Regions from separate parts of the Mus musculus genome. Here region 1 is linked to region 2. The links are chromatin contacts, called in public promoter capture Hi-C maps. All regions are on one chromosome and are shown on one strand. Each heading gives the region's core, a stretch centred on a gene start, on an enhancer-like site or on the middle of the called end of the contact. The rest is flanking DNA. Distances are from core to core; before and after follow the strand shown.

Evidence for each region. Promoter capture Hi-C pulls out the DNA fragments that hold promoters and counts their contacts.
Region 1: a promoter capture Hi-C map of the 3T3-L1 cell line shows a contact between it and region 2, with 4 times the contacts expected there. The contact joins two enhancer-like sites. A contact is called at or near these places in 4 of 39 promoter capture datasets (the 3T3-L1 cell line, cranial neural crest, liver and 1 more), 1 of 15 datasets of contacts at CTCF or cohesin (the NIH/3T3 cell line) and 3 of 484 Hi-C or Micro-C datasets (embryonic stem cells, epidermal suprabasal cells and nephron progenitors).

What each region holds. Positions count from the first base shown.
Region 1 is chr10:71,081,760-71,086,132 of GRCm38.p6, reverse strand. All of the region lies in intron 1 of Bicc1 (BicC family RNA binding protein 1), which reads left to right. Among named protein-coding and RNA genes, the nearest start is that of Bicc1, 76 kb to the left of the region's middle. Within about 2 kb of position 2,327, at least 8 of the 459 cell types and tissues checked have an H3K27ac peak or open chromatin away from gene starts, as enhancers often do.
Region 2 is chr10:70,982,012-70,986,288 of GRCm38.p6, reverse strand. The region is part of intron 3 of Bicc1 (BicC family RNA binding protein 1); the gene reads left to right. Among named protein-coding and RNA genes, the nearest start is that of Gm24486, 100 kb to the right of the region's middle. Within about 2 kb of position 2,583, at least 13 of the 459 cell types and tissues checked have an H3K27ac peak or open chromatin away from gene starts, as enhancers often do.

The DNA.
Region 1 (4,373 bases), core at 1,078-3,577, 100 kb before region 2:
CTTGACTTCCTTGGAAGAAATTGATTTTCCCTTTGCAAGTGGATGCCAGTTGGAAATAGATTCTTGGTTAGGGGTGGGCACCCCTGTTTTTCTGTGAAGACCCCATGCATGCTGCCATGGTATCTGTGAGTTAATATGTTGTCACTTCTGTTGTATCTGGAAGACACTGGTTACTTTGTATCCCCATCACCTCTCAGCCATACAAGGTCTCCACTCTCTCTTCTGCATAGCTCCCTGAGCCTTGGGGGATGGGTTTGATGAAGATATCCTATTGAGGGCTGAGTGCTTCTAAGTCTCTTATTCTCTGTACATTGTCTACTTGTGGGTTTCTGTGTTGATTGCCATCCCCTGTTAGAAGCTTTTCTGATGTGGGTTGAGCAAGGCACTGATCTATATGGGTGGAGCCTTATGATGCCAGGAGTCATTTTAGTGGTGTGTTTCTTTAGCAGAATAGTAGCAGATTTTCCCTTAGGCCAGTGGCCTAGTTTATGCCACAGTGGAACCAGTATATCTTGCAGGAATTGTAGGTTGCAGGTTTTGTCGCTGGGTTGGTGTTTACCTTTCTCCTGTGGTAGAAGCCTAAACCACTTCTCATTCCCCTTTCAGTAGAACTGGCCAGCTCCCAGGGAAGTTTTCCGGAAATGGTTTAGTGTGCAGAATACAATGTATGGTATAGCTTTTTTTTCATAGCTAAGTTAAAGCGATTGGTAATTAAATATTTTGGCAACATTGCAGGCAAGAATGGTGCTTCTTGAACAGCAAAGTTTGTCCGTGTGGTAACCAGAAAGCAACTTTGTTGCTTGTATGCTCTAGTAGGTTGTGCTCCAAGTAAAAAAAGCAATAAAACAAAACTTCATGAGATGGATTTAAAAACAGGGCTGGCTGGAGAGTTGTCTCAGTAGGTAAAGTGCTCACTGCTGTGCAATGTATGGACCTGAATTCATATTCCCAGAACTTATGTAAACCAGGGCAGGGTAGCGTGTGTCTGTCATTTCAGTTCTCCCTCTGTGGAAGACATAGACTTTCCCAGAAGACCTCAGAGTTAGTGTGGTGGATTCACAAAGACACTTTCGAAATAAGCTGACTGATACCTGAGGTTGTCCTCTGCCCTACATAGGTACACAGTTGCACATACGCCTGCCCCTCTCTCTCTCTCTCTCTCTCTCTCTCTCTCTCTGTCACATATACACATACGTGAAAAGGAAACAGGAATGTATATACTTGAAAAATCATTTTACAGTTATTAAAATTTATTACATTTATTTATTTGTGTGTGTATGTGTGTGTGTTTGTGGTGCACGCCACAGCATGCTTGTAGAGGTCAAAGGACAACTTGTGTGTGTTCTTTTCCCTTCATTCTTGTGGGTCCCAGGGATCAAACTCAGGTCATCAGACTTGGTGGCAAGTACTCTTACCCACTGAGCCATCTTGCTGGGCTACAACTATTGTTTTTAATTTAAGCTTTTTTTTTTCCCCCAGGGAAATCTCATTGTTTGTCTAGGTCATGTTGAAAGATACTTCATAATATGTTTTAAATCTAAAATTCCTCATCCCTGTGTTTTTAGACTTAGGTCCATGAAGCATCAAATGCTATGAAAGAAAAAAACAGTTGGAAAGGAAAACCGATATTTAAACAGAAGTTTCCTTGAGCCCTAGGAAGACTTTAAAAAAGAACCCCCAACCCCTTTAATTAGGTAATTACCCAGGAGTGCTCTGGAGTTGGGGGGCCGTTCTGGTAATAGTTTACACCTGTTTCAACCTCTCCCGTTTTTATTGGCAGGGACTGTGCCATCCCATATTTCTTGTGAGGTAAAAATATGAAATAAAACATGGCAGAGCCCTGGAGAAACTATAATAAACATAAAAACGAATTGTTCAGCTCAAAACATGAAACTCATTGCCTGCACATTTAGCCAGCCATATTTCAGTAGTATCGAAGGAATTTAATCCTGGAGTTGTGTGTTAGGAAGGAGGGAGGCAGCTGCTTTCATTGGCAGGAAAACGACAAGGTTTTAAAAATCCAAGAGAAGTAAGCTTTGGAACATCATGCCAGTGTGATATTGTAAAGATTGGTGAAAAAAAAATCACTAAATTGTGATGCACTTTCCATGTTTTTGTGGGAGAAGGGGACAAAGAAGTCTTACCGTGAAGGGTTGCAGGCTTAAGCTTAAGGGAGAATAGTTTTCCCACAGAATATAAGAAGACTTCAGTGGTCCTCAAGCAACCCCCACAACATAAAGCATAGGTCGGCTTATTTCATAGGCAACATTTTCCTTTCCAAACATATTGAAATGCTTTGGGTTAAGATAGTATTGTGTTTCTTATTTTTCCCTTGGAATCCAGCTCTCTGGTGGTCCGCCCAAAGTCCTCTTTCCTGGTCAGGGATAGCAGTAGCTTAGCTGTGCTGCTTCCCCGTGGGGGACAGAACTGGATGTAGCTTCTATTACAAAAAGAGAAATAATCAAATTCGTGTAAAGTTTAATCTGGACAGCACTGGCGGTATGCAAAGGTTTCTGGGAAGGTTGGTGGTAGAGCTAAATTGTCATCCTGCTTTTGCCTCACTGGTTGGGTGGCTTTCGCTCTTAGCATGGTGAGGGCTATAGGCTGAATAAAGGTCGGGACATGGCTGCTTCTTTGTCTTGGCAGAGGCCCCAGATATTTGTGGATGGAGAGTAACCGTGTCTGTTTTCTCATGGGTCTATAGACTCAGCATGTCAAATGTCTTGAGTTTACATTGAGAAAAACATTCCATGTTGATCTCGCCCCTCTCCCCTCAAACTGTAACTTCTTGGGAGGAACTTGGGTTTTCATACTGAGAACATCGGGTGCATTTGCGAGGAGGACTGTCCCGTTAGAGCTCTGAAGGACCCGTGTTTGAGAGAAGAGAAGAAGGCAGGGACATGCTGTTCTCTCTGGACTTCTACAGCCTTGACAGATGTGTTTCACAGAGTCAGTAGAAGTCCCCAAGGAGGTCCAGCAACCTCAGGTCGAAGTACAGAGAGTTCTTACAACATGTCAGGCATAGATGAGCTCAAAGTGGTGTCTGAGACAATGATCCAACCAAGCATCCAACCAGGGTGTTTTGTCTTGACTCTAGGAGCTTTGGAAAAACTCACATCAGAATTTAAGGAAAGCCAGGCTCATCTGTAGTTTCTTGACCAGCTGGCTTCCCTTGCTATACCTACCTGTTTGTGAATTCCATCTCTCAGTTATCCTGTAGACTCATGGCTCCACAGAGCTTATGTTCAAGGTCCCTTAACAGGAGCTTAACGCTTCTTGTCAAGACCCATGACATCCACCTGTCTTTGTCACCTCACACACGCATGGCAGCAGTTCACATCATCACACACGCATGGCAGCAGTTCACATCATCACACACGCATGGCAGCAGTTCACATCATCACACACGCATGGCAGCAGTTCACATCATCACACACGCATGGCAGCAGTTCACATCATCACACACGCATGGCAGCAGTTCACATCATCACACACGCATGGCAGCAGTTCACATCATCACAAGAGGCTTGAGTACCACAATAATGCATTGCTGGATCCTATTTGCTGCAATAAATTTAATGACAGCCTATTTTTAATTGTTCATTTTATGATTATCTGTTAATTGTTAATTTCTTACTGTGTTTAATTTACAAATTAAACTTTATGCTAGGTATCTGTATGAAGGGACAAGTTGCATAGGTAGGGTTTCTTAACTGAGGTTCAGTCCTCTGTCTGTGGCCTTAGATAGTACCCCTTATAAACTGGGGTAGGGGTGGGTGTTCTACACAAATTTATAGAGTCAAAAAGGGCCATGATCTTTGATACCAGTAAACATCCAGTTGTGACTCCCTGGCCTGCTATTTCTTTTCAAACCCCATCAACATTCTAACAAGATGTATTTCTGATTAATCTTTAGTGTTCTACTCAGTTCGAGAACATAGGTCATCGTATATTGGTTCCAATTGGAGAAGTTTCCTTGCTCTTGTTCTTTGAAGGTGTTTTGAGGTTATGACATGGTGAGCTGACCCTGAGTAGAGTGGTCTCCTGAAGGGAACATCTGTAGTAGAAGTGGATGACCTTTGCCTCAGGAACTTGACATTTGCAGATACTTGCTCTGAAGGAGACTATACAGTCAAAGGCATATTATTTTGTTTCCAGTATGGACATTGGAAAATATCTGAGATGCTAAACCTTCTCTTTTTAAGGGAACCCTTGCTGTCACTAGATTTCTTTCAAATCTTGTTGTACTTGCTACTTTATTTCCATGAAGTTGTCAGTGAGTGAACACATCCCCTTTCAACTGTTTTTATCCTCAAGTAAGGACTTTGCTCAAGAGTTGAATGGTCTGAAATGTCTCCAAGACATTTGCTGTT
Region 2 (4,277 bases), core at 1,334-3,833:
TCTGATAGAACTCTGCACTAAACCTGTCTGGTCCTGGGCTTTTTTTGGCTGGGAGACTATTTATAACTGCTTCTATTTCTTTAGGGGATATGGGACTGTTTAGAAGGTCAACTTGATCCTGATTCAACTTTGGTACCTGGTATCTGTCCAAAAATTTGTCCATTTCGTCCAGGTTTTCCAGTTTTGTTGAGTATAGCCTTTTGTAGAAGGATCTGATGGTGTTTTGGATTTCTTCAGGATCTGTTGTTATGTCTCCCTTTTCAGTTCTGATTTTGTTAATTAGGATTTTGTCCCTGTGCCCTCTAGTGAGTCTAGCTAATGGTTTATCTATCTTGTTGATTTTCTCAAAGAATCAACTCCTCGTTTGGTTAATTCTTTGAATAGTTCTTGTTTCCACTTGGTTGATTTCACCCCTGAGTTTGATTATTTCCTGCTATCTACTCCTCTTGGGTGAATTTGCTTCCTTTTTTCTAGAGCTTTTAGATGTGTTGTCAAGCTGCTAGTATGTGCTCTCTCCCGTTTCTTCTTGGAGGCACTCAGAGCTATGAGTTTCCCTCTTAGAAATGCTTTCATTGTGTCCCAAAGGTTTGGGTACGTTGTGGCTTCATTTTCATTAAACTCTAAAAAGTCTTTAATTTCTTTCTTTATTCCTTCCTTGACCAAGGTATCATTGAGAAGAGTGTTGTTCAGTTTCCACGTGAGTGTTGGCTTTCTATTATTTTTTTTTGTTATTGAAGATCAGCCTTAGTGCATGGTGATCTGATAGGATACATGGGACAATTTCAATATTTTTGAATCTGTTTAGGCCTGTTTTGTGACCTATTATGTGGTCAATTTTGGAGAAGGTACCATGAGGTGCTGAGAAGAAGGTATATCCTTTTGTTTTAGGATAAAATGTTCTGTAGATATCTGTCAGATGTGGACACTATGCCCCTCCTTAGAAGTGGGAACAAAACACCCTTGGAAGGAGTTACAGAGACAAAGTTTGGAGCTGAGATGAAAGGATGGACCATGTAGAGACTGCCATATCCAGGGATCCACCCCATAATCAGCATCCAAACGCTGACACCATTGCATACACTAGCAAGATTTTATCGAAAGGACCCAGATGTAGCTGTCTCTTGTGAGACTATGCCGGGGCCTAGCAAACACAGAAGTGGATGCTCACAGTCACCTAATGGATGGATCACAGGGCTCCCAATGGAGGAGCTAGAGAAAGTACCTAAGGAGCTAAAGGGATCTGCAACCCTATAGGTGGAACAACATTATGAACTAATCAGTACCCCGGAGCTCTTGACTCTAGCTGCATATGTATCAAAAGATGGCCTAGTCGGCCATCACTGGAAAGAGAGGCCCATTGGACACGCAAACTTTATATACCCCAGTACAGGGGAACGCCAGGGCCAAAAAGGGGGAGTGGGTGGGTAGGGGAGTGGGGGTGGGTGGGTATGGGGGACTTTTGGTATGGCATTGGAAATGTAAATGAGCTAAATACCTAATAAAAAATTAAAAAAAAAAAAGAAAATTACCGCATACTCGCCAAACCTGTGGATTTTATTTTATGTCACCCTTTGTTTGTTTGCTTTGATTTGCTTTTCTCAGCACTGCTAGGTTGGGGGAAGTATTTCCTTCCAGCTATGGCGTAGCTCTGTGTAATGTGGCCTTTACTTTCTCCCGTCTTAAGCATCTTCTCAGCCCACTTTGTCTTGTCAAAAAACTTCATTCACTGGGACATTAGAGTGACTGCCTTTGAGAAGGTGTTTATTTTTATTGTACGTGAGAGACTGTTTTGAAAAGTCAGGTTAACGGCACTTGAAAGATTGAATAACTCTAGAGAATTTTCAGGAAATGTAAAGATCACGGGTGTCAGTCACAGTGTTTGGAGCATCAGTAGCTAAGAAAATGCATGGCAGTTTCAAGGTGGGCATCTCCTCCAGCTCTCTACTCAATCTCACAAGTTGCCAGGGGTTGGCACCCTCTCCTCAGTCCTCACAAGACATTGAACAGGGTGGGTCGTCTTCATCTGGGAGTACAGGGAGACCTCCCCCATGCTGAGACCCTCCAGTCTGTGATCCCAGTAAGTCCAGGCTTGTGACTGTGTGTCTATGGGGCAGGGAGTGTGATAAAATACCTGTGCATGCATGAGAGTATGTGTGTGCACAGATGTGTGGGGGCACGTGAGCATGAGAGTTCACAGGTGTGACTGTGAGCATGTGGATGGATGTGTGTGTATGGGAGAGTCTGAGAATGTGTGTGTAAGGGTGTGAGTGTGTAAGTCTAGGTTTTTGGAAAGCCCTGCACAAGCCCCAGTTTCCAAGCTGCTATTGTTAACCTCCAGATGAACTCTTTGTGTCATGGGGAGTCTATGAAGGACCTGGGTCCTGGAGATGTTTCTCTTCCAGCATCCTTCTTGCCTTCCATGCTTGGCCTTCAACAGAATTGAGAGGGGCAAATGAGTCCCCTGAAGATGCAAGTGTCACCATTTCAAATACAGGATGAATTACGGTGTGGGTTGCAGGCATTGCGTTTACATCTGTTTCCTCTTAAAAGTTCCTTGGTAAATCAAAAGCTCTCGGCAAGGAAGCTGGACCGAAAAACTTTTGAAAAGCTGTACCTTTTCCCTGTGCCTAGCTCATGGCTTTGTCCGGCTTTGTTGTCTTGATGCTGTTCTGGGATTTGGCAACTGTTTGTATAAATCGGGTGCAAACGGAAGAGGGAAACAGACACCCTTGTTCTAGCCTGGTGAGCTTTGGTTTCTTTGCTCCTTGGGTCACCTGCCAGGGACACACCCCTGTCAGCACTAACCTGCTCTTTGTTCCTCAGAGGGCATGCTTTTGCTGTTGCTTACACTTGGAGAGAGTCTCCACAGAGTCCATCATCCCGGGTTACAAATGGCTCCTTGGTGGACAGCCAGTGTTCCCCGCCTTCGCTGTCTTTTCATTTCACATTTAGTTTAGTTTCTCATTACATTACCTTTGCTAAATTGTTTCCGGAGTGAAAATTCCAGGCACCATGGCCTCGGCATCTGGAATCTCTTCCCTAAGGCTGTCAGGGGAAAAATGATGTAGTAATGGAACACTGAGTTCTCTACATGCACAGTTGAAGACACACATCTCAGATCTTCTCAGCACCTGCTGAGGCAGACGCACAGCTCCACACTGCCACCCTCAAAAGGCCCGAGGAATTCCCCCAAGACATTTAATGGCCTCCGTTCAGGCTGAACCCAGAAAAGGGTTTCAACATGGAAAAGAATTTCAGGGCCAACCAATACTTATGAAGCAAAGTGGGAGACATTGCCAAATGTATTTTTACTAAAAGCATCAGGGTTAAGACAAAGCAGGGTGCTCAGAAGGACAGATGCCTCAGCGGGGGGCATGTGCTTCCCCAACGGAGAGTAAGGGAGATGAAGACTCACACAGATGTGGGTATTGGAGTCACCAAGACAGAATATTAGTCATTTAAATTCTTTTGGTAACTCTCACTTTGTAGCTCTAAAGGTTACTAACAAAACCTTTTCCTCTTCTGTCTACTGATAAGAAAGGTGTCAGGTAGCCCCAAAAGGTGTCTTGGATGGGGTTATAATCTGATACATTATAGGATTTATTACAGGAGCCAGTAAGATTGCCCAAGGTGGTCAGTGAGTGTCCTTTCCCTAGGCCTCAGACAGTTAGCTGCTGGAATTCTTGCTTCTCTGATGGCAAAGCCTTCAACCTGAACCCACATCCCGGCTATATACCCACCTCCCATTTCATCTCAGTTGGAAAGGAAGAATGTTGTAATGTGTGTCCCTGAAAACAAGTTTTCCTTTATACGTGCTTTGGCCTGAGTGTCAAGTGGGATTCTAGAAGTGACTTTAACTTGGGTGTTGCTCGTCTGGGTGAGGCACATTGCGTCAGCTGTTGGAGTTTTTCCTCGGTCACCACATCTGCCTTCTCCTGCATCCAGAGAGGCAGGTGCTGCCTGTGGCCGCTTTCCATGACTTGGTGACTAGTCACCTTGGAGATGTGTCATTTTCACTGCAGAATTAACTTCTGTGCAGCCCTTTGGACAAGCTATGCACGCCCGGTCCCACCCACTGTTGCCTTCTCCATCACCCCTGGGATTCTTCCTCCCATGATGCTTTACACCTGTGCCTCTCCTGTAACCTCGGAGACCACACCTTTGCTTGCTCCATTTTGACTCCTTTCTTCTCTTTTCTTTTGAAAAACATTTTCTTTCCTGACAAAGCCCATTCCTGCCTGAAGGATGACCTTTTAAAATTCCCCTTTGCATCCTAA